2 separate regions of the Mus musculus genome follow, and region 2 is linked to region 1. A link is a contact called in public promoter capture Hi-C data. All regions are on one chromosome and are shown on one strand. Each heading gives the region's core, a stretch centred on a gene start, on an enhancer-like site or on the middle of the called end of the contact. The rest is flanking DNA. Distances are from core to core; before and after follow the strand shown.

Region 1 (5,404 bases), core at 1,215-3,714:
CATACATACATAATATATATGGGGATGTTTGTGTATATGTATCTAAATATATCTATATTTCAAATATATACCCATTTAAAAAGGTAATATACAGGCTGGTGAGATGGCTCAGTGGTTAAGAGCACCGACTGCTCTTCCAAAGGTTCCAAGTTCAAATCCCAGCAACCACATGGTGGCTCACAACCATCCGTAACGAAATCTGATGCCCTCTTCTGGAGTGTCTGAAGACAGCTATAGTGTACTTACATATAATAAATAAATGAATCTTTAAAAAAAAAAAAAGGTAATATACATGGAAATAAAAATACATATGGCAAGATACATTTACCTTTTATATATAAATATAGATACAGATATATATAGATATATATAGATATGGAAAGATACATATACATTTTTCAATTGTTAATCATCTAAGGAATTATGACAGCAAGCACTATCATCAGCATGTTGTTGGTCTGAGTAGACTCTGTACAAATGTGCTTTTCTGGGGGCATAGTCATACAGTGACACAGACAATAGAGGGTAAGTTACATTACTAAAAATTATTCAAAGCAACAGTACCATAAGTGTGTTCCTAAATAAACATAAGGTATCTACCAAATTACTTGTGTACTTCTTAGTGGAAATTACGATTTGTACTTAAAAAAAACAAAAAACAAAAAACAAAAAAAAAAAAACAACCTTACCTATGTCCTTCATTAAATCCATATTTTGGGATTCGTATGTAAAATGGAGTCTGCCCTCCCTCAAAGCCCAGCCTTGGCCGGGTTCCTCTCTGCCTTTCTCCTTTATGGCCTCTGCCACACTTCCTACCTCTTCTCCGATCTCTTGGACGTCTTTCCTACAAGAAAAAGTGAGTTTTAAGATCTTCAGATACATTTCTGAAAACTGTCTCATCTCATAGCATATTCCATATTAATGCTGTTTATCCATTGCACCAGAGGTAAAGTACCGTGTGCCAAGCCCTGCTCTAGCTGCGTGCTCATCTTTATACTCCACCAACATAGTTCTCTCAGAATGTAGCTGATCCTAGTAACCAAAATACAAGGTGAAACACAGGGCAAAGTTCTAAGGAAGGGATGGGATCCAACAGGAATAACAAGCTCTACAATAAGCTAGGTCCCTGTAGTGATTGCTATCTGCTAGGTTGAGGCAGGAGGATTCAAAGTTCAAGGCCTGCCTAAGCTACAAAAAAAGGGCAAGGCCAGCAACCCCCAATTTTCTGAGAGTCTGTCTCTGAATAAAGCATTTAAAAATCGGGAAAGGGAACCAGATGTGGTGGCGCATGCCTTTAATCCCAGCACTCGAGAGGCAGGGACAGGAGGATTTCTGAGTCCGAGGCCAGCCTGGTCTAAAAAGTGAGTTCCAGGACAGCCAGGGCTCTACAGAGAAACCCTGGGGGGGGGGGGGGGGGGGGGCGGTGAGAGGGCATCGGGAAAGGGTTTGGGATTACAGCTCAGTGGTATAGTGTGCTTGAACAAACAAGCTAAGGGCCTAAATTTAGTCTTCAGGAAAAAGCAGCTGGAACGGAAAAAGAAAATCCTAGAACTAAACAGCCAAAACGAGGCTTGAGTGACATTAAATGTTTTATTTTTAAATTAATCGTAAATATGTAATTAGATCACATATGGCTAAGGAAAACTCCAATTTTTGCTAGGGACACATTCTAATTTCCTAAATTCCTAAAAGATAAGCTCCTGGCAACTTGTCCCCCTCCACAGAATTGTAAAACTGATGTGAAATGATTAATTGCTTCGGTAAAGTTCCTCATGTAGCTGTAAGTTCCCCAGAAATAAAGTAATTGCGACCTTTCAAAGCCCTCCACCTTCTACCCCTTTAACCTGGGCCTAAGGGGAATTGTGGTTGGCTGCACTATAACATTAAAAAATTGGCTAATTACAACTGGATAGAGTCGGGTAGTCTTTCGGTGTTCTCTAACTCCGTAACATCTTTCCCTTAATTGACTTTGTCAACCGCCCCCCCCCCTAAAAAAAAAGCCGTATATTAAGTTACTGTAAAAGCCGAGCAGCCGACCCACAACAGTTTTCTAGTTGCACCCTGGGTTGCACATTGGCCAGCTGGAATGTAGAAAAAACACTGGGATTTTTATAACGACGATAGGCACTTGCTAAGCAGTTCAGTTTAAACGCAATTTTGGATGAATCGTCTGCAGTTCCCGAGTGTGTACCCTCCGCCTGCTTAGCATCCTTAACACTGGGCGCACGCGGAAGGGAGCCAGGCGCCCGCACGCGTCCATCGCCAGAGTGACGCGGCCCCTGCACTCCCCGCACCGCCGCCAAGCGTTTACCCGTTTTCTGGAGTTAGGACTGGGCTTCAGGTTGGCCAGGCTCACTCTCGGCAAGGACCGCAGCAGGTCCAGGCTGGTCCCGCAGCCGCGCGCCGTGCCAGCCATGACCCGCGGTGCTTCAAGGGCGCCCAGGAAGCGGCGTAGACTCCGCGTTGCTTTACGGCTCCGCCCGGCCCCTGTCGCGCTGCAGCGGCCGTACTGCCCCGCCCCTGTCGTGCTGCAGAGCGACCGCATCCGCGTCGGTAGGCTATGTCTTCCAGCTTCCAGGCTTGATGTCTTTTTACTTCGGGGAACTGCATCAACTTTTGTGAGATCATGCTTTATCCTCTGGCTTTGGTACCATTTTGTGAACGAAAACTGTTCTCTTCTGCCCTGTAATGACTGAACACGCTGTACGGTAAAAGTGGGGCCTCATGAAGCGAAAAGTAATCCAAAATGATGTGAACAGGTTCAAGCTTTGAGACTCTGGTAATTCAACTGTTACAGTGCCTGGCTCTAGAATTAATTGTCTAATTAGGTTCAACCTAATAGCGTGCCTTGCAGTTAACGATGGGGGGTGGGGCATACTTAGCTCCTGGGGTATGCCAGAAACTGAGTTAAAGTTAGCCTTACTAGATTCATATAAACAACCACGCTAGAAGCGAGGTGTGGTTTTATGCCTATCAGATCGACCCAGCTGTCACAGCAGATGGTATAGATAGGATTCAAAGCTAATGAACTTAAACTGCCAAACATATATTTAACTCTCCAAATTAAATGATTTTTAAAACTTGTCTTAATACAAGTAATATAGAAAACAATGTGTTCATTTTTATATTCTTTTTCCGTTCCACTGTCTTGCTGGAGAATTGCTCCTACCAAGCTCTATCAGTTATATAGTGAAGGTGAGACAATTTAATAAGCAGCTGTTTCTAACTCAAATAAACCTTTATTTTTATTTTATTGATTCATTGTGAATTTCACATCATACACTCCAGATCCACAATCCCTCCGTCCTTTTTGCCCTTGCAAACCCCCCCCCCCCCAAAATAAAAATAAAGTTTAGGAAACCTCATCGTGAAGCTGTCGTGTGTCACAGTGTGTCCTACAGTATACCCTTTTGTCCATACATTATTACTTGCAAATGTACATTGCAATGAGTCATTGGTCTGGTTCTAGGTCTCTGGCTTCTGCTACACCAATATTGGATCCTCACAGGGACTCTATTCGGTTATCCTGCTATTGTCCTAGGTCACTGAGATCCTGCAGCTCTGGATCAGCAGGACTAGCTAGCCCTTTCACATGTTCCAACAGGTTACACATAAGGTAGATATCGGGGTGAGCTACTCAAAACCATGGATTTGGGCCTGGGGCCAGAGCCTGCTGGTCATTCAACATGGAAACCACGACTTGGGGTATGAGGATGATTATAGGAAAGGCAAAAAGAAGATGGAAGAGACAGATATGGGAGGGCTACAGGTCAATACCACCACTAGCAGCAAGTTTACTTTCTCAGTGTCTTTTAAAGGCTAGCAACAGAAAGCATGACCAATTCCAGGAAGTTAAACAATGAACATGAACATTTATGTGATAAGTGTATGGTACACACTATCCATGTTTGACTAAGGCCATTTCCTTCAGGCTTGGACAGTCTCTCAAGGACATATGTAAAAGCAGAGGAACTTGGCAGGATATAATGCATGTCTTAACTAAAAGCAAAAGCATGTTAGCAGACTCATTCATGATTAATTACAAGCAAGAACTCAGCCAACATTAACTCTGGAAGTGCTCCCCACATGTCCCCTTTTTATCTATGCAAGCCAATGAAATTGAGGAAAGCCAAAATACTGTGTTGCATTTCTTGTAAGGATACATTTTCTTTATTGTATGGTTTATGTGATGTCACTAATATTAATCAGTCATAGTGGAAATGGTCTGTAGCCAATTGTATGCTGTTTGTCCCATATGCAACATAGTAAGCATAGAAAACTATGAGAATGAATTGAAGAGTGCCACAGACTCTCTTTGGTCACTGTCTGTGTGGAACAGGTCTCTGGTTGCAGGTGGACAAGGAGTTGGCAGGAATTGACAGACTCTACACAAGGGAGTGTGGATCTGAATGTAATTTGTCAAATTGAGCATCAAACTTTTTATACAGAAGAAAATAGGGAAGTTGTGTGACACACCTGCAAGGTACAAAGAGGCTACTGGATTCTTACAAAAAACAGGAATGCAAACACAGAAGGACTGGCAGGAACCAACTGGGATAAAATTCAATGTTAACAACTGGGATCAAAGGCAGAGGCAGGCAGATTTCTGAGTTCGAGGTCAGCCTGGTCTACAAAGTGAGTTCCAGGACAGCCAGGACTACACAGAGAAACCCTGTCTCGAAAAAAAAAAAAAAAAAAAAAACAAACAACTGGGATCAAAAACAGCTCCATCTAAGGTCCACTTAATTTTAGAAGCCAGGGGCAAGGGCTTTGTGGCCTTGCCATAGTTCCTACTCTAGTCTATTGTATAGTCCACCTTCCCCCTAGGCCATTGTAAATACTTGTGTATGGGTGTAACTCAGCTATCTATAGTTCTAAGTATCTACTCTGGTTCCTTTTTCCTAGATAATGGTAAATTCCTGTGTAGGGCAGTGACTTAGCTATCCATTCCCAAGGTCAGATCAAGGACTGCCTAGAATCTAAGTTACCTATATGTCAAAATATCAATCCTTAGGAGCACTTGTAATAAAGCAATATTAAGGGAAAGCACACAGATCTGTTTACCAACTAAAGCAAGGACACTGGAGCATTCTCTTTACAGGATGTCATTATTCCAGGAGACTAAGTTTCCATGAACTTTTCGCCTCAGGACAGCGCCCAGGTTTTCAGGGTCTGTGCGCTTGTCACTACTGGAGTGGATGTAGTGAAAGGAAATAAAACTTGAGACCTGTGATTCATGTAATTTATGTCAAATAGCCCAAAGAGTTGTTTGTGAGCTTTGAAACCTCAGACTGAGAACATAGCAGAACAGGCCAGAACATGCCCGGGTAAGCCCGTCATTGAGACATTCCTGAGGCTGCTTAGCCATAAAGATAAAGAGAATGACATGCCGGACTGGCCCGGC
Region 2 (5,510 bases), core at 1,061-3,560, 4.8 Mb after region 1:
CTTTGGGGTTCCAGACCTAACCAAAATGAAATGTAGAAGTGCACCAGAACAAGGGTGAGGAAGGCTACTCTGACTTACAACTTCTGAGTGACTTGAACCCAGGTGGTAAGCAATCAGGATCAAGAATAATCATGAGTCTATTATATGAGTTTGCTTTGGCCACATTCGTGGAAGTTAAATTTTCAGAATTCCCAGAATAGCCTCAAGATATTAGTGAGAGACCTGGCAGCACAGAGAAAAATAAACAACAGGAGTATTTACAAAGCCATGGCCACAACTTCAGGAAACTTCTTGATAGAATCAAGGGAGCTTCTAGAGCCAGAAGACGGTTCGATGAGGCAGGCTGTCACGTAGTCTACAGAGGAATAGGGCATAAGTGTCCTGACCCCACTCTCTTCATCTCTTTTCATCTTGTATCACTGTTTCCTGCTGATCAAAAATCAGCTAGAAACTAGTGCAGCTTACATAGTAGAGAGATGGTCTAGAGAAGCAGATAGAAGAGATCCAGGCTAGGATGAAGTAAGGCCACAGCAGTGGGGAGTGAAAGGGCGCAACATACAGAGACAAGCTATCTAGGCTTTGAACTGATGAGATTTGGATAGGGAAAGTCAAAGATGAATTTGCCATCATCCGAGCAAGTTACTAGACTTGAATGATGACCACATCTCCTGGGACTATTGTCTCTACAGTATTCCCAATGGCAGGGTTCCTTGGGCAGCAAAGACAATGAGGAAGAGGATGAGAGGATGGTGGAAGGAGGAGCAACTTTGGAGGAAGCTTTGTGCTGTGTAGATTTTGACATCTGGTCTAGCACCAAGAGGAAAACAAAGAATTATAGTGGCTCCTGCCTGTAATGCCAGAATTTGGGAGGCAGAGGCAAGGGAATTAATTCCAAGACCATTCTTAGCTATATAGCAAACTTAAACCACATTAAAAACAAAAATGATTTGGATGACTCCATATGCAACTAAGGCTAGCCTTGAACACCTGGCCCTCCTGCCTCTTTCTCTAGAGTGCTGGGATTATACACCATACCCAGTTTAGTCTGCATTTTTTAAATGTCTATTTATGGGGGACGGGGAAGGCAGTGAAGGATGGAGATAACAATGATACCTGTATGAAAGCACCATATTGAAAATAATTACTTTGCATTCTAACCAAAAACTTAGTTTAAAAAATGGAACTGGACACTGGATATTGCATGCCTGAAACACTAATGCTTGAGAGAGAGGTAGGAGAATCAAGAAGTTCTCAGTGGTGGTGCACACCTTTAATCCCAGCACTTGGGAGGCAGAGGAAAGCAGATTTCTGAGTTCGAAGCCAGCCTGGTCTACAGAGTGAGTTCCAGGACAGCCAGGGCTATACAGAGAAACCCTGTCTCAAAAAATAACAAAAAACAAACAAACAAAAAAGAAGTCAAGTTCTCTTTCGATGTACAGGGAGTTCAAGCTCGGCCTCCGGTTCATGTGATCTAAACTAAAAAATAAATAAATCAGTAAAAGTCTACTTATGTGACAAGACAAAAAAACCAACCAAACAAACAAACAAACAAAACACTTTTTTGGATGACATTAGATGAACATGTGCCCATTCTAACACCGGACTGAGGTAAAAACCTATAAAAATAGATGGCAGTAAATAGTAAACTGAGATTTTTAACTCCCTAGGCCACCATGACTACTGAATAAAAACTATTTGGTTTTCACTGGATCTTAGCCTTCCTCCAAGCTTATTAACACATTTACCTTTAAAACACTCCTGGATACTACCAGAGTCTCCATCTTCCACGATTTTTCAGGCCTACACAAATATCACAGGAACAAACAATGGCATGGCCAGAATTGGTGCCCAGGCCACGTACAGACAAACTGCAAGCCCTACTAAGTCGCAAAACAATGCCTAACTTGGACAGGTATCCGTGGGATCTGTCTCCGCTCACACCTAGGGCACAGAGAACGGGCTATAACTCTGGGGAAATAATTTGTCTCGCCCCAAACACCTCTGTAATAGATTTACCCATAGACACTGTGGTGTAGACGCTCCATTCGGAAGCTACAATGCAGGCACTTCCAAGAGTTTGAGCAGCCCGCGTCCTACTGCACTACCTCTGCCCCACAGCATGCTGGGAAACGTAGTCCCAACCAGGTCCTGAGCTGGTTAGCCAACCCTCAGCGCCAGTCGGGCCAACATCCGGTGACGAATCCAAGTCCCGCCTCTAAGCCCATCTGCTGTCCAATGCCGCCCTCTGCCGGTCTTTACCTCCCCGCCTAGCTGTGAGCCGCTTCCAGACAACCCGGAAGTGATCTTTCCTCTTCCGGATTACGGGTCCGGACGTCCGCACGTGGTTGCCGGTTTAGGGTGCTGCTGTAGTGGCGATACGTCCCGCCGCTGTCCCGAAGTGAGGGATCCGAGCCGCAGCGAGAGCCATGGAGGGCCAGCGCGTGGAGGAGCTGCTGGCCAAGGCAGAGCAGGAGGAGGCGGAGAAGCTGCAGCGCATCACGGTGCACAAGGAGCTGGAGCTGGAGTTCGACCTGGGCAACCTGCTGGCTTCGGACCGCAACCCCCCGACCGTGCTGCGCCAGGCCGGGCCGTCGCCGGAGGCCGAGCTGCGGGCCCTGGCGCGGGACAACACGCAGCTGCTCATCAACCAGCTGTGGCGGCTGCCGACCGAGCGCGTGGAGGAGGCGGTGGTCGCGCGCTTGCCGGAGCCCGCCACTCGCCTGCCCCGCGAGAAGCCGCTGCCCCGACCACGGCCGCTCACCCGCTGGCAGCAGTTCGCGCGCCTTAAGGGAATCCGTCCCAAGAAGAAGACCAACCTCGTGTGGGACGAGGCGAGTGGCCAGTGGCGGCGCCGTTGGGGCTACAAGCGCGCCCGGGATGACACTAAAGAATGGCTGATCGAGGTGCCTGGGAGCGCCGACCCCATGGAAGACCAGTTCGCCAAGAGGACTCAGGCCAAGAAAGAACGCGTGGCCAAGAATGAGCTGAACCGTCTGCGGAACCTGGCTCGCGCGCACAAGATGCAGATGCCCAGCTCAGCCGGCCTGCACCCTACTGGACACCAGAGTAAGGAAGAGCTGGGCCGCGCCATGCAAGTGGCCAAGGTTTCCACCGCTTCGGTGGGACGCTTCCAGGAGCGCCTTCCCAAGGAGAAAGCTCCCCGGGGCTCCGGCAAGAAGAGGAAGTTTCAGCCCCTCTTTGGGGACTTCGCAGCCGAGAAAAAGAACCAGTTGGAGCTACTTCGAGTCATGAACAGCAAGAAACCTCGGCTGGACGTGACGAGGGCCACCAACAAGCAGATGAGGGAAGAGGACCAGGAGGAGGCTGCCAAGAGGAGGAAAATGAGCCAGAAAGGCAAGAGGAAAGGGGGCCGGCAAGGACCTTCGGGCAAGAGAAAGGGCGGCCCGCCGGGTCAGGGAGAAAAGAGGAAAGGAGGCTTGGGAAGCAAAAAGCATTCCTGGCCTTCTGCTTTAGCTGGCAAGAAGAAAGGAGTGCCGCCCCAAGGTGGGAAGAGGAGGAAGTAGCGTTCTCCCCTCGGGACCAGTTCTGAAAAGCTGGGACTGTACTAAAAGTTAACTTGGGCGGTATAGGTGGCCGCTGCCCTCAGTGACATTTGACATTAAAAGGACGGGTTTGCCTTCCCTCGAGTCAGTGCTGGACGAGTTAATAGAGACACTGACTGGAAATTGGTGTATTTTGAGAATTATAGAAATGATATAGCCAGAACCAGGAATAAGTTAAGGCCTGCCTTTTTATCTTGACTTTGGATACTGCGTTACAGTAGATTGGTTTCAACATTTTTGCATTATTTTTATAACAAAGCTTGTGTATTTATCAAAGCGGGGAGGGCGGGGGAAAATTATATCTACCTGTGATTTGCAAGTATTGTAAATGGATGCAGGTACCTGGTGTTGCTTTTAACTTTTACTGTCGGTAGAGGTTGCATGTGAAGCCAGTAACCTGGGCACCAATATGGAGTGTGCTTGAGAAAAACAAAGTAGTTACAGTGGTTCTAAAAAAGACCCCTTGTTTTAGGAAAACTTTGGCCCTAACTATAATATTAAAAGTATAGTGCTTTTTGGTGTTGGTTCAGGTGGTGCATTTGGCCAATGGATTGCTTTAAGTCCAGAAATAGTTGTCATTTTGTTTGTAACCGGTGGCTTTTGTTTAATTGGCTTGGGTTTTAGATATTGTCAAAATATCTGGCATTCACTATGGAACCAAGGCTGCCCTGGAACTCAGGGCCAAGTGCTGAGATTATAATCGAGCAGCAGATTTCATGTTTATTTCTGTCCTAGATGTTTTTCCCTGTTTCATTGTCTTATTTTGTTCTTAATAAACTTATCTTTGCATAATTAGTATTTGCATTATTTTTGTAAGTTATTAATAGCAATTCTAGAATTGAGGAAGGGGTGTTTTCTTTAAAGCAAGTTGGTCTGTCAGTTGCTAGCAGTTGGGAATTGGGTTGGAGGTTACTCTTAGTGTGGTTTCAGTTTTATAAGGTTACTTGTAGAAATGCAAGGAAAGCTCAACTTGTCTCTTAACTCATGGAAACACTGGATTGTTAGTGACTTTGGGTAAAGCTCTAACTAGGCTCATCTTTACTGAACTCTTCCACTGGAGAAGAACTATAAACTCTTCCAGTTTATAGTTCTAAGTATCCATGAGAACTTTATCAAAGCCAAGCTGTTGACAGCTAAAAGTAACCTCTAGCCCAATTCCCAACTGCTAACAACAGGACTTAACTTTCAGAGATTAATTTGGGGTTTTGGTTGGTCAGTTTGGGGCCTTTTTTTTTTTTTTTTTTTTTTTTTAAGTTTACGAAAAACCCAGTGGGGTTCTTGCCATTGAGACATTTCAGAGTTTCCTGAGAAATGAGCTAAGACTGGGTCAGGTGACCTTGCATTGGAGGCAGAAGTTTTCCTCCTGGAGTCCAGCAGCGACCGGATTGGCTGTTAGTGGGGGTGGAGTAGGCGGCGAACAAGGAGAACTGCCATGGCTGCAGCTGCACGCGCTCGAGTCACACACTTGCTGAGGCACCTACAAAGCACAGCGTGAGTACAGGCTGCACTGAGGGTGCCTCAGTGCTCGGCAACCCCGCGTGCACCCAGCTGGGCAGGCAGTCATCATCGGGATACTTTACAGAATTCAGAAAAACCACAGTATTCCCTGGGCTGTCCCTTAAACAATGATAGAATGGGATGGTGCAATGTGGCCCAGCTACCACTAAGGAGATCTTCCAGAGAAGCTAGCCTGCTCTCACAGTGAGACAAGTAGTGTAGACTTTGGTGTCCCTGCGACGACAACATATCGAAGTAACACGTGTATGGGTCTATGTGCAGAAACAGCTCTTTTCTGAGACTACAACAGGGAACGGCTGAAGAGCAAGGGCTGCTCAAGTATCCAATGAGGGGATATTGCACCTGTCTCAAGTCTCAGCAGATGGGTTGTAAACGGGAAAAGACCACAAGGAGTTACCCTCCCTGACCCGGTTCCTTCCAGAAAGGCCC

What was found. Promoter capture Hi-C pulls out the DNA fragments that hold promoters and counts their contacts.
Region 2: a promoter capture Hi-C map of pre-B cells shows a contact between it and region 1. The contact joins the promoter of Rrs1 here to the promoter of Mrpl15 in region 1. A contact is called at or near these places in 2 of 39 promoter capture datasets (pre-B cells and second pharyngeal arch cranial neural crest).

Annotation. Positions count from the first base shown.
Region 1 is chr1:4,783,262-4,788,665 of GRCm38.p6, forward strand. Mrpl15 (mitochondrial ribosomal protein L15) reads right to left here and starts at 2,465. Exons shown (of 5, transcript NM_001177658.1): 1 at 2,312-2,465; 2 at 690-844. The coding sequence starts at 2,416.
Region 2 is chr1:9,543,098-9,548,607 of GRCm38.p6, forward strand. Rrs1 (ribosome biogenesis regulator 1) reads left to right here and starts at 2,311. Exons shown (of 1, transcript NM_021511.2): 1 at 2,311-4,358. The coding sequence starts at 2,427. The coding sequence ends at 3,524. It overlaps Adhfe1 (alcohol dehydrogenase, iron containing, 1), which reads left to right and starts at 4,851. Exons shown (of 14, transcript NM_175236.5): 1 at 4,851-5,054. The coding sequence starts at 4,996.